Linked DNA regions of Sus scrofa: region 1 is linked to region 2. Evidence: chromatin contacts called from public Hi-C data. All regions are on one chromosome and are shown on one strand. The core of a region is the stretch at or near the end of the contact, and the rest is flanking DNA. Distances in the headings are between cores, read along the strand shown. Region 1 holds the start of RPL27 (ribosomal protein L27). Region 2 holds the start of TMEM101 (transmembrane protein 101).

What was found. Hi-C and Micro-C count contacts between places; a contact is called where the count stands out from the background.
Region 1: a Hi-C map of skeletal muscle shows a contact between it and region 2, with 5 times the contacts expected there. The contact joins the promoter of RPL27 here to the promoter of TMEM101 in region 2. A contact is called at or near these places in 1 of 5 promoter capture datasets (liver) and 1 of 47 Hi-C or Micro-C datasets (skeletal muscle).

Annotation. Positions count from the first base shown.
Region 1 is chr12:19,889,591-19,897,012 of Sscrofa11.1, reverse strand. RPL27 (ribosomal protein L27) reads left to right here and starts at 2,811. Exons shown (of 4, transcript NM_001097479.1): 1 at 2,811-2,893; 2 at 3,433-3,602; 3 at 4,488-4,598; 4 at 4,713-4,803. The coding sequence starts at 2,813. The coding sequence ends at 4,761. IFI35 (interferon-induced 35 kDa protein) reads left to right here and starts at 6,683. Exons shown (of 7, transcript XM_003358024.3): 1 at 6,683-6,838. The coding sequence starts at 6,833.
Region 2 is chr12:19,160,428-19,167,015 of Sscrofa11.1, reverse strand. It overlaps TMEM101 (transmembrane protein 101), which reads right to left and starts at 1,383. Exons shown (of 4, transcript NM_001244685.1): 1 at 1,241-1,383; 2 at 739-919. The coding sequence starts at 1,377.

The DNA.
Region 1 (7,422 bases), core at 1,562-4,061, 730 kb before region 2:
GTTGCTGGCTTGATTTGAAGAGTTTTAGTATGAGAGAAGAGTTCAAGACAATAAGATTTCAGGGTTTGGTTTCTATTTTCCAAGAGAGAAACCAAAAGAGGCAGAAGCAGATCAGGAGGCTGAGAGAAGACAATGGAGGTGGAAGAGGCCAGGGTCGTGTGGCGGGGTGGGAAAAGCACCAGCTTGGGAATGGGGGGACCCTGCTCTGCGCCACCAACTCTGACTTTGCTGCTCTAGAACTGTCCTCTCATCTTTGAGAGGACAGAGAAGCTGATCTCTGAGGTCCTTTCCAACTCTGAAATATCTTCCAAATGAAAGCAGAAACCATTTTCACTGACTATAGGACTCTAAGTACATAGTTAGGGTGATAAACCATTGAAACAAGGTCCTGAGAGCTGCAGGGGTAACTGGTCCCTGGAGAGCCTCAAGAAGAGAAATGATGAAACCTTGATTGTTCCCACAACTTGCCCAAGACCAATCCTATAGATTTGTCAGTGTTCAGATGAGCATAAACTGTAAGATGGTTTCTCTTTCTTTTTAACTCGGAAGACACCTAAAAAACCATCTAGTAAACCAGCTATAATGGAAAAAAATAGAAATCATTAAAGAAAATAAGTTCAGGGAGTTCCCGTTGTGGCGCAGTGGTTAACGAATCGACTAGGAACCATGAGGTTGCGGGTTCGGTCCCTGCCCTTGCTCGGTGGGTTAAGGATCCGGCGTTGCCATGAGCTGTGGTGTAGGTTGCAGACGCGGCTCGGATTCCGAGTTGCTGTGGCTCTGGCGTAGGCTGGTGGCTACAGCTCCGATTAGACCCCTAGCCTGGGAACCTCCATATGCTGTGGGAGCGGCCCAAGAAATGGCAAAAAGACAAAAAAAAAAAAGTTCATAATAACATCTGAAAAAAAAAAAAAAAACATCTAATAGAGCACAGACCATGGCTGCCAAGTGGGAGGAGGGAGGGAGTGGGATAGATTGGGAGTTTGGAGTTAGTAGATGCAAACCATTACATTTAGAATTGATAAACAGCAAAGTCTTACTGTATAGAACAGGGAACTACATCCAATCTGGGATAGACCATAATGGAAAAGAATATAAAAGAATGTAGGGAGTTCCACTGTGGCTCAGTGGTAATGAACCCTACTAATATCCATGATGATGTGGGTTTGATCCCTGACCTCGATCAGTGGGTTAAGGATCCCGTGTTGCTGAGAGTTGCAGTATAGGTCTCAGACATGGCTCACATCTGGCATGGCTATGGCACAGGCCAGCAGCTGCATCTCTGATTCAACCTCTAGTCTGGGAACTTCTATGTGCCATAGGTTTGGCCCCTAAAAAGCAAAAATAAGAGAAATGTATACAGTTTTGATCCCTGGCCTAGGAACATATGCATGCCTCAGGTATGGCCAAAAAAAAAAAAAAGGAATGTGTATATGTACATATAATTTGCTGTACAGCAGAAATTGGCACAACATTGTAAATCAACCACACTTTAATTAAAAAAAAAAGAACCATCTAAGAACACTCTTCCAGGAGTTCCCTTGTGGTGCAATTGGTTAAAAGATCCTATGTCCTCACTGCAGCAGCTTGGGTCCCTGCTGCGGTGTGGGTTCAGTCCCTGGTCGGGGAACTTTCACATGCCAGCAGGTGCGGCCAAAAAATAAATAAAATTAGGTTTTTAAAAAATAAACACTTCCAATGAGTGATGGGAATACCTAAGATGCAGAGTTGTGAGAATTAAAAAGGCAGTTGACCTACCTAAAGTGCCTAGCATCTTGCTTGACACAGAGTAGGTGCTCAGTTTGGGGACGGGGTAAACAGCATGGGCTCGGGAAGACTGCTTGAGTCTGCGTCCCCAGCTTGATCACTTACTAACTGTGCATTTGGGGCAAGTTACTTAACCTCTCTAAGCCAAAGGATCTTCAACAGGAGAATGGAGATAACAGTGCTTCATCTCCTAGTGTTGTTATGAGGATCAAAAGAGATAACATATGTAAATAAGCTGGGTCTGACACAAGGTATACAGCTGCTGGCATCACCGTAAAGTCCTTCATCTCTCTCTCCTATTCTAGTCCGTTATGTCTCTGACATCAGTAGACTTTAAATGTTGAAGGCAAGTACTCTGATTCGATTGATTTTCGTCTCTCCCTCCTTAGCCTGACAGGGCACACAGTTGGCACTATGAATGTCCCATTTCGTTCCCGACTCTTCCAAGGCAAAAAGGTAAATTTCAAACTGCGCCTCCCCCACCTCCTAGCGCCACACAAAGGAACTACTGGCAGGGGGACGGTGGACAGCTGCCTTTCGGTAAAAGCCTTCCGAGGGAGGCACAGCTCCTTTGCCCTGTCTACTGCTGCAGCTGCTAATAAAGTTTGTTTTGAATAAATAGGCTGCCAAGCCTTCCTATTCCCTTAAGAGCTTCTTCCGCCCTCAACACGGATTCGGAGCGCTACGCATGGGGCGGGAGCGAAGCCTGAGGGGCGGGACAGGAAGTGAGATCACCCTCCGCGGGGTGAAAGGTTAGCGGAAGTACTCTTTCTTCCTTTCCGCTGTATCCCCGAGTGGTCGCTGCTGGTGAGTAGAGGTTTGGGTAGGGTTTCCCAATCCGCCGCCATCCGCGGCCTGGGGGTCGACTTGGGGGTTGGTGTCGACACTTTCTGTCCCTTGGGGTCTGGCGGCTTCGTTCCGGATCCTGTCCTGCGAGCACGACCCGCAAGCGGCCTGAGCTGAGGCGACAGTGAGCGCAGCCTGAAGTTCGGGCCCACCGCTTGAACTTGCGGATTCCTGAGCGACTCCTTCTCCTTCCTCTGCAGAAATGGGCAAGTTCATGAAACCCGGGAAGGTGGTGCTGGTCCTGGCTGGTCGCTACTCCGGACGCAAAGCGGTCATCGTAAAGGTACTAGCCTGTGCGCCCTCTTATCCCGGGGATCGGTGAGGGGAGGGTAGAGGGGCTGCAGCTTGGAATTTGAGGCTTAGTTTGGAGCCTTACCCACTGAGCATTGCGAGTTAAGGGATGGAGGTGAATACATGGGAGCTTTTGAGAGAGAAAGTTGCAAAGTAAAAAGTAGGAGTTGAATGGGGCAGCAACGCATCTTGTATCCAAAGGTTTTAAGTAGCAATAATGGCCAGCGTGTTAGGTGCTGCAGCTGGCAAGGAATTGTTTCATAGTCAAAATAGTCACTTAGCATCTTCCTGGTAGGAATGATTGATACCACCCTTATTGCTATTACTCTTTGGGTATATACTACTATAGCACTTAAATGTTAGCTTTGTATGGTTTTTATAATAGTGGGTCTTAGAGACTTATGGGGTGGGGTTATTCTTTATCCACGCCCTACATCTAGCTCAGGGTGTAAATAGCAATGACGAAGTAATTCTTTTTTTTTTTTTTTTTTAAGTAATTATAAATAACAAATGTACTCCTTGCTCAATCAGAACATTGATGATGGCACCTCAGACCGACCCTACAGCCATGCTCTGGTGGCTGGAATTGATCGCTATCCCCGCAAAGTGACAGCTGCCATGGGCAAGAAGAAAATTGCCAAGAGATCAAAGATTAAGTCTTTTGTGAAAGTTTATAATTATAATCACCTCATGCCCACAAGGTGAGCATTTCAAGAATGGGAATGAAAGTGACTTTTTCTACCTTTTCCCTTTCTCTGGCCGGCTGAGTAAGGAGACACCCTTATAGCCACTCCAGTGTAGGGAGGAGACATCATCTTCAATTTGTCCCCTTGGCTGTGGTTTCCAGTTGTCTAGAGACTTGCCTGACTTGGCCAAGCTGGATCGAAAAATCTCTTCCTGTCTTGATCTAAGTGTTGAGTAAAGATTCTTCCATTTCTTTCCAGCCACAGTAAACTCAGACATAGGATCTGAATTGCCCTCTTCCACGCAAGGATAGTAGTTATTAGAGGGTAGGTACTTGTGAAAAATCAAGAATGAAGTTTTTCAGTGGCTTGACTCGATGTAAATGAATTTATTAAAATTGGGTGTTTCCAAAGAACATCATCAGGACTTTAGCAGTTTTTTGTTTTGTTTTGTTTTTCCCTTTTTGGCCGCACGTGAGGCATGCCTAAGTTCTGGGCCAGGGATCAATCCCATACCACAGCAATGACCCAAGTGCTGCAGTGACAACACTAGATCCTTAACCCACTTAGCCACAAGAAAACTTGTTGGGGGTGGGGTGTTTTTTGTCTTTTTAGGGCCACACCCACGGCATGTGGAAGTTGCCAGGCTAAGGGTCTAATCGGAGCTATAGCTGCGGACCTAGCCAGAGCCACAACAATGCTGGACCTTTAACCCACCGAACGAGGCCAGGGATTGAACCACAACCTCGTGGTTCCTAGTCGGGTTTGTTAACCACCGAGCCACTATGGGAACTCCAGCAGTTTTTGATAATAGTTCCTGTGGAGTCAACCAGTGTCCCATGGTGGGGATAGTGAGAGCTTTGGCAGCATATGGGCTGCTCCTACCTCTGCCATTGTCCCCAGGTACTCCGTGGATATCCCCTTGGACAAAACTGTTGTCAATAAGGATGTCTTCAGAGACCCTGCACTCAAACGCAAGGCCCGACGAGAGGCCAAGGTCAAGTTCGAGGAGAGGTAAGTCGGCTTTGGTGGTGAATGATGGGATATAGTTTCACTGTTCTCCGTGAAGATAATTTTGTCTTAATGTCATTCCTCACCTCACTGGTGTCCCTTTTTCCCCCCTTCTAGATACAAGACCGGCAAGAACAAATGGTTCTTCCAGAAGCTGCGGTTTTAGGTCTGTCTTATTTCGGTCATTAAAATTAAAAAAAAGAAAATATCCCTGTGTCTGCCTGCTTCTTGTATTACTAGACTGGGAAAAAAACATTCATACAGTGAGAGACCTTGGGTGGTAGATCCAGGGATGTGGTAAAATACCAAAGCTAAATCTGCATTTGAGACCTAGACTACTACTTTCATCAGCCTCATAATGTTTTAATGGTCCAACTGCCCTAAGTGGATAAAATATACTGAACCTTTTGCCTGACATTTTTCCGTGTGGAATTGTTTTAAGCATCCCTGACTTGGGCCCTAGAGAACCTAAGACATTCTGAGCCCCTCCCTCTTCCCCCACCCTCATTTGGTGACAACCAAAAGCCCCTCTGAGTGTACTTCATCTACTTTGGATTGAGACTTATTAACTTGAAGTGATTTTTTTAAACCAGAGTGCCAGGTCTGATAAGTCAGAATTTCCAGCAACTTGGAAGTTCCTGTGTGGCAATGGGTTAAAGATGTGGCATTGCTACAGTTGTGACCAAAAAAGAATTTCTAGCAACTTGTCACATGGTGCTGGTGCTGCTTAGATGAGGACCATCCTGGAGATATCTAAATAGGGATGGACACCAGCAATGAAGCCCTGAGCCCTGGTGGGGCCGGGGGGAGCTCTCCTAAATGGTCTGGCTGACAGTGATTGGCGAGAAATGGTGTAATTCAAGGGACTTGGGCACTGGGTTGTCACCACTTGCAGAAACATTTTATTCATTGGCCATTTAACTGGCCAGGTTTTACTGCTGAAATAGGCTCCAGCTGAGCCAGTTTTAAATCACTAAATGGAATCAGGATTAAAGCTGGTCTATCTGCCAAACTCCATACTTGGCACACTTCCATCTAGGTTGGGGGCAAGTGGATTGAGAAAGGGGCTCAGTAAATTACTTTGTGGAAATCCTGGGCTAGAAGATAAATAGAAATCATGTGTCAATTGATTAGCCATTAGGTGTAGGATGTCCCTGTTAGGTAGCTTGCCTACTCAGAGTCACAAAACCCTCCTCGGACTGAAAATTCAAATTCTTTTCCACTCCACCTAAAAGCCCAAGATCAGGAGTTCCTGTCGTGGTGTAGTGAAAACGAATCCAATTAGGAACTATGAGGTTTCGAGTTCAATCCCTGGCCTCGCTCAGTGGGTTAAGGAACCGGTGTTGTCATGAGCTGTGGTGTAGGTCGCAGATGCGGCTTTGATCCCCAGTTGCTGTGGCTGTGGCCAGTGGCTACAGCTCCAATTAGACCCCTAGCCTGGGAGCCTCCATATGCTGCGGGAGCGGCCCTAGAAAAGGCAAAAAGACCGAAAAAAAAAAAAAAAAAAAGCAGACAGGAGTTCCCCTGGGGCTCAGCAGAAAGGAATCTGACTAGCATCCATGAGGAAGCAGATTTGATCCCTGACCTTGCTCAGTGGATTAAGGATCCAGCTGCAGTGAGCTGTGGTGTAAGTAATAGATGTGGTTCAAATCTGGTCTTGGTGTGGATGGGGTGTAGGCCAGCAGCTATATCTCAGTTTCGACCCCTAGCCTGGGAACCTCCATATGCCCCAGGAGATGGCCTTAAAAAGGGAAAAAAAAAAAAAGACAAAATTCTACCAAAAGGCTTGTGCAGCCTGTGCTGGGATTGCTAGGCTGGGAATGAATGGTTGATTGGGGCCAGCAATTTATAGTTGCTTGAGGAGTTCCCGGTGGCACATGGGTTAAGGATCCAGAGTCACTGCTGTGCCTTGGGTCACTGCTTGGGTGCGTGTTTGATTCCTGGCCCCTGAACTTCAGCATCCCTTGGGCAAGGCCAGAAATATAAATACATGTCGTTGCTGGTGAGGTAGCTTCCCCCGAGGCCTCATAGCTGGGGGAAGTTGAGTTCAAGACCAGGAAGCCTCCTGGGGGTGGAGTGCAGAAGGACGGGAACTTCACCAAAATGAAAGTGAAAGCAAAGAGACTGCATGAGATTCGTAGAAGTTTTATTTCAGGCTCTGACCTGGGAGGGTGCAAGCTCTGCCACTCTGTGCCCAGCTCTGAAAACTCTGTTCTTGCCAACCGGACCCCAGACTCATGTCGGTGAGGAGGAGGGTATGGGGGGCAGGGGGCAGGGGAGCAGAGGAGCACTTCTTGGCCGGGAACTTTCAGGTATCTCTGTGCCAAGCCTCTCCCTGCCCATCTCTTAGACCTGCTGAAGATCTAGAGAGAGACACAGCTGGGATTACCTCACTATGCCTCAAAGTCCCTTCTATAACGTGCGTCTCTGGAGCTCATGAATTCCTTGTGTGAATGTGTGTTTTTCTGGAGAGAATCCATGATTTTCATTAGATACTCCAAGGGTTCTGTGACCCCAAAAGTTTTAGAATGGATCTAATGATAATTCTAAAAGCTTAAGAATTGCTCACACTTTTATCTCCTGAGATCTTCTCCAACAAATTCCTCCTCTCCTTATATTTTCATTTTTGCTTAACCTTGGGCTCTCTTCACGGTGAGAGGGAGAAATGTTCCCTTTCTAAGAACTAATCTCCCCCCATCTGCTGTGGTCCCCCCTTTCCCAACCCGTGAACGCCCCTGCTCACGCTAGGCTAAGCCCTGTGAGGGCGGGTCCTCTGTCTCAGCCTGATCATCCTTGGTCCTCATTGCCTAGCACTGTGCCTGACACG
Region 2 (6,588 bases), core at 134-2,633:
CCACGTGATGAACCCTCTTAGCATTTCCAAGTGTGGTGGGCAGGTAGAGCAGAGATAGATAACTCTTTTTATCAGAAGTGAAAAGTGAGGCCCTGAAGGGTTAATAAAGTCGTCCAAGGTCCTACACAAAGTAAGCGGCAGAACCCAGATGCCAAGCATTGCCCCCCCTCCCCACCCCAGTTCTGCTCCCTTGAATCCCAGTGTTCTTTCTGGTGTACAGTATAGTCTGTTCCACAAAGTAACCACTGATCTCACTGTCCTGCAGCTATTCACACATCTGCCTCCCCTACTGGACTGACAGTCCATTCCTTGAGGGTAGTGCCTTAGTCCAGGCTTTTCTCCAAGCATGTAGTGCCTAGCACAGGTTCTGGCATTTACAGGCTTAAATGCTGCCCTAGGATTAATTAAATTTCATAAAATCAGATGGTCAGATCAGATATTTCAAAGGTCCTTTTTGTCCTATGAGTCTGAGATAACAGACTACATCCTAAACCAAGGATTTAAATGTAAATGTAATGCCAACTGTGGTGTAACTTTGGGAAAGTCTGTTTCCCACCTCTGGACCTCAGTTTCCACACTTTGAAAGGCAGGCTTGTGTGGTCTCTAAATCCTTCTGTTCTGCGATCTGTGATAATCTCTACAAGCCTGGGGTTCCGCCTTCTCAGGCTTCACCCAACTGTGCCGGGCACTGGCTCCTCGTCATCCCAGCGAGGTCCCATCTAGGGCCGAGGTGCTCACCTTCAGCCAGTCCCCGTAGTGGACGTAGCCCCCGATGTAGGCGGCGTAGGTGCTAACGGCCAGCTGGAGTGCGGCTCCCAGCGCGAACCAGCGCCGCTTCACTCCAAAGGACATGAAGCTAGCGCACAGCACGGCCGCCCCCATGTCGAAGTACAGGTAGGGCACTGGGATGTCGGGCTTCCTGTGAGCCGGGAGGTGGGAAGGAACAAGGACAGAATGAAGCAAAGAATGAAGCGGGAAGAGCCTCGGGACACCCTGAGCTCCCGCAAGCTCCACTGCTTCCCCAAACCAGAGCCCCCCTCATGGCTAGGACCCCGCACTACCCTCGCTACCCACCTTGCTCCAGACCAGAGTCCCTAACAAGTTTGAGGCCCCAAATCCCCCCCAGTACAAGCGTCCCAACTTTCTGGGCCCCGACTTCTTCCCCACCTCACCGCACCCCCGTTCCTGAGACGGGCCGGACAGCCCCCACCACGTTCAGCGACCGCGCGGAGCCGCTCACCGGCGCGCCTCGGCCCTCTCAGCGTACAGCATGAGCTGGCTGAAGCAGCCCCAGAAGGGGCAGCGTGTGAGCAACACGGAACCCAGCTGCATGATCAGCTGCAGCATCCACCGTCGCGAACCCATCTTCGACGCCATCTTGAAGAAGGGCAGTCCGCCGCGGCCTCACCCCGGCCAGGGAGGTGGGTGAGGGCAATGCAACGCGCAACTTCCGGGCCTCGCGAGGGTTTTTTTTCCCCTTCCGTCGGGAAACAAAGCTCTCTTTCTCTAGTTCTGGACCGAGGGAAGTGTTCTAGCTGCGGGGTTCAGCCTTAACTTCTGCCCACTGAGGCTTAAGGGCCCCTTCGTGTAGCTGTAAAATTGAAAATTAGAGTAGAAAAAGGAACAGTAAACGAACTAACTTTTGAATGCATCTAAACCTGGGCTCCAACCCTATCGCCTTACACTTCACAAGATATATCTGGGAAAGGGGGACAGTGCTGGTCCTAGCACATGGCGGGTTCAATAGTGTACACACACACACACAACCCCCACACCAGAGGAAACCCTCTGCTTCTGCTTAAGTTCAAAGTAGGAGGGTCTTCTAAGAGCCACTCCTGAGAAGTCTGGCCCTGGTCTGCACTTCTGCTGTCCCCTGAGAGAAGAGAGCGCGCTGATGTGGACATGAGACATCTCAATCAGTGTGTTTTTCTCCAGCTCGGTGCTCCCACTCTAGCCCAAACCACCACCTTTTGTCAGTTTAACTGCAGTAGGCTTCCACCGGTCTTCCCCACTTCTTTGTTTTCAGCTCCTCGGTGTTTTGCTTTTTCTTTTTTCCTCTTTCTAGGGCCACACCCAGCAGCATACGGAATTTCCTGGGCCAGGGGTGCTGCGCCCGCTTTTGCAGAAACACCAGGTCCTTAACCTACTAGGCCACAGGGGGAACGCCTCGGCTCGCCCATTTTATGTTCTCATAACCATCAGGCACCCTTCCTTTGATTCACTTGATATATTGGCAATTATATACTTGTGATTTTTTTGTTTGTTAATGACTAGATTAACACTAGATTGTGAGCTCCATGAGGGCAAGGATAACATCTCCTTTTTTTACTATTATATCCTCAGGGCCTAGGAAGATGCATTCATGAATTGTGTGCTGCATAGATAAATAAACACAAGGTGTTACCACTACGTTTTGTCTCAGTAATTATGTGTTGAATAAATAAGCAAAAGTTCTGGGCACTCTGGGATTGCCACCACAACGCTACCCCTACCTATCTTCCTCCACCCCCACCCTGCAACATATAAATTCATCTTCTAATACTGAAGTTAAGACTACAAGTACTTCCATTAGGCCTTTTAATTTGGGAAATCTGTTTCCATTTCCCTGGGGGTAGTGAAGGGAAGAGGGCTGGTGTCCAAATAACATTTCTGACAATGTGAATTTAAAATTCACCATCATGGGAGTTCCTGCTGTGGCACGGTGGGTTAAACTCAGGCATTGCCACAGCTGTGATGCAGGTCACAGCTTCGGCTTGGATTTGATCCCTGGCCCAAAGAACTTCCAAGGGTGCAGCCAAAAAAGAAAAAAAAAAAAAAATATATATATATATATATAATTTATATGTAACATATAAACTATTATATCATGAAACTATATTTATATTTGCTTGTGTTCTAATTATATGATCATATTATGATTTTATTGTATGTTATATTTATATTTATATTAATATAACATAAAATAAAGTTTCCAATCAGCCAGTGAAAGCTAGACAACAAAACACCTTTTCACATCTAGTTTTCTTACAGTCACTAGAATACGGGATTCCCTTGTGGCTCAGCAGGTTAAAGACCCAGTGTTGTCCTGCTGCAGTGACACAAGTTCGATCCCTGACTCAGAAACTTCCATTTGCCACAGGTACTACCGAAACAAAACAAAACAAACTCACTAGGATGCCTGGGTATATCAGAAAGAATGCTGAGAAAGAGATCTACCCATGCAGAAAGCTAGGGAATGAGAGTGTGTGATCGCTGGGATTGGGGTCGGGATAGGAGTGGGAAATCTCCAGGCACTGAGAATGAAAAGACTGGGTTAAAAGTCGTTTTGCCTACTTCCTCCCTCCACCCCCCCCCCCAGGGACAACCACATAAGACAAGTTTTTTCACCAAAATACAGGCACATAGTGCAGAATCAACTTTCCAGTTGGTTTTCTTTTTCTAATCTCCTCACCCATCCCCAATTCAAATGCAACAAGATACACAGCCCTCAAGAAGGAGCTAAGGTGCTGAGACCTGGGATAGTTTATGTCCACAAAATAGTTCCAGGAACAATACCCTTACCTCACCCCAGCCCCATCATAATTTTTCTGATCAAGTCCCCAGCAGCAGAGGCCAGGGACATATGAGAGGAGGGGGAAGGAGATTCAGATCAATGAAATCTTCCTTGTACCCATCCCACCCCAGCTCCCTCCAGTCTTCAGCCTCTGCCTCTTAGTGCTCTCTTCCCCACAGCAGTGTTGAAGACTAGGGGCCAGATCCCTCTTCTAGGGCCGGGAGAGATGACGGCATTGTGCTAGGTCAGAGGGATATAGGTGAGGGAGGGGTGGTGGGTCCTAAGCCCCAAGATGAACACAATCATCTCTCTCTCTCCTCCTGTCATTCCTCCCACCTGGTCTGGCAGACAACTGAGCCCCAAAGACACCGAAGGACCATCCCTCTTCCAGCTGCCTCTCTAGAGGGCTCCCCTGCTCCCCAGTTCCTCTGGGGCCCTGCTTGTACTTGCACTCAGCCATGTCCACGGCCACAGCCAGTGACCGGCATGATGCCTATGATACCCAGCAGAGTAGTAGCTGTCTTGACCAGGCTCAGCCAGGGCTCCACACTGCTCGGCACCACACCGCCAGCCGCCTGGGGCCAGTACCAGTCAAGTTGCCCGGGTTGGCCACACAAAAGTGCCACAGGTGGCCCAGCTTCCTGAAGGCCGGTGCTTCACAGTCATATACCCAGGGATTACTGGCCAGCAGCAGCTGCATGCCTGCTGTCCAGATGGTCACGACATCTTGAACTTGAGGTGCTACAGCCAGCTGCCTCTGATAGAGGAGGCCCTGCACTTGCAGGGCTGCAAAGCCCTTGGCCTGCAGCTTGCTGCTGATGATGTTCCCAGCCAGAGAGCACCTCCAGGTTGGCCTGGTGGCCAGGACTGCACCCCTGACTCACTGCAGCTGGTTCCCAGCCAGTTCTGCCAGCATAGGTGGAAGAGGCCCCAGACCCCAGCAGTGCCCAGCTCTGTCTGGTTATGTCACTCGGGTCCAGCTGCCTCAGGTTCCCGAGTCCCCACAGGCTGCAGGGATCCTGGATGGCAAGCAGGTTGTGAGAGATCCAGGCAGAGCAAAGGGTGACAGGAAAGTCTAGGCATAGGAAGGCAAGCTGGTGTGGCTGAGGTCCAGCTGCTCCGGAAACGCAGGCCCCCCAGGGCTCCACCAGCCAGATCCCATGGGACACTGTGAGAAAGCAGCGGCACCTGCAGTCCCCACAGGCCCTGGTAGGAACCACCTGTCACGTGGTTGAGACAACTGTGGCTCAGCTCCAAGCGCCAAACTGTCAGGGAGCCTAGGAGGGGGCTGAGCACGTGGAGGACCCCACAGTTTACACAGTGCCCAAGACTTGGCAGGTACATAGTGCTGGGCACACTGCCTCCAGACCCCCGAGCAAGGCTAAGGCCACCATTGTGGCCATGGTCACTGTGAGGAAGGAGTGGCCACATCTGCCCCATCCTCGCCCCATGGGCTGGAGTGAGGATGGCACCCGGGCAGTCACAGATGCCGAGTGAGACCTCGTGTCTCGCTCCTCCACCCAGAAGCCTGGGGATGCTAGGGGAGAAAAATAAAAGCAAACATTATTCAGGGGTCTCACCATCTGCTGGGTCCCCCAACATGGTATCAAGCTCACCTTCCCTCCATCACCCAAGATTTTACCTGCTACCTGGGCTTCTGGCAAAAGCCATTTCAGCCTTCAACCCCAGCATCCTGATCCCCGACCCCAGCCACCCCTCGTTCCATTATTCCTACTAGGAGGAAAGGCGATCAGGGAAGATGGCCTTTTTAACCCTCTAGACTTTTCACTTCCGTGCCACACCCCACCTCTCTTATCTCCCACAGGGCCCAGGAGAAAGCTGGCCTTCTCCTGCAAGGAGAGCTTCAACTAGATCCTGGCCTAAGGCCACGGAGGTCAGGGCGGTGAAACCCCTATGCATTCACCTATATTCCTGGCACTGCCTGCCGAGTGCAGTCATAGCCCAGGATGGCAGAGGAATCTCAGCTGTCTTGTTGGCCTCCTGTCCGGGTCCCACCCCCAAAAGCAGCAGCAATCAGCTCTGAGGGTGGAGAGGAGGGACAGGGTGAAGAAATCTCCAAGGCCTTTTGCCTTACATCCAGGGGAGCAGGCCCCTGCCCTACTTCTCTAAGAGCAGGTGTTCCCCCGCCACCTCTTTCTCCCTTCTGGAGCCCCAGCCCTGCTGTGTGCCTTCTCCTGCAAGGCGAGCAGCTTCAGGGCCCCTGGAGCCCCCCCCAGGAAGCAGCCAGGTATCTCCTTCACTTCTACTTCCTGCATAGAATCTGGACACAAAGGAAGGGAAAGCTCTCTTGTTCTCACTAGATCAAAGGGCAAAATACTCCCTCTGGCCTTCCAGGAGTGCCCAGGGTTTCCTTCTGAAACCGAGGGGTCTGGGGCGCGGTGTCCGTGCCCAGTGCTCCTGCCTTGCTCCAGGAAGCCAAACAAGTCACTTTCTTCCTAGGTTACCGAGTGTGCTCACAAGCCCCACCCCGCAAACTCTCAAGAGTAATAAAGGCCATTGGAAGAGATGATTACCAAGGGCCAGGAATCTCATTAAAAGCTTCCTTTAATCCTCAACTGACACACTCATCTCACAGAGGAGGGAACTGATGCTTGGCAAGGCTGGCTAAGTTGCCGAGTCATACTGCTAATTAGTGGCAGAGGTGAAATCAGACACATTTCAGGCGGGTCTGAATCCAGTCCATCTCCTAGCACTAATGCCCCAAAGGCTGGGCCACTGTCCCCTATTCCAGCCAAATATTCTTCTAAGGAAGTCAAGGTTACAGGTGAATAACACAGATGATGTCCAGAATGCTAAGAGCAGCTGAGCCATCACCAGCCTAGGATATTAATCTAATCCTGTGGTTGATCAGACTTGAGCCCCTTCAAATTAACTGAAGTGATCTGGGTCAAGTAAATTATACTGGAAAAACTGGAGGAATAAGTGTCAATAATCTCTGAGAAAATATTACAAGCAGAAGGTTGCCAGAGACTTGAACTCAGCATAAGTTCCAATCTTCAAAATTCAAAAAGGGA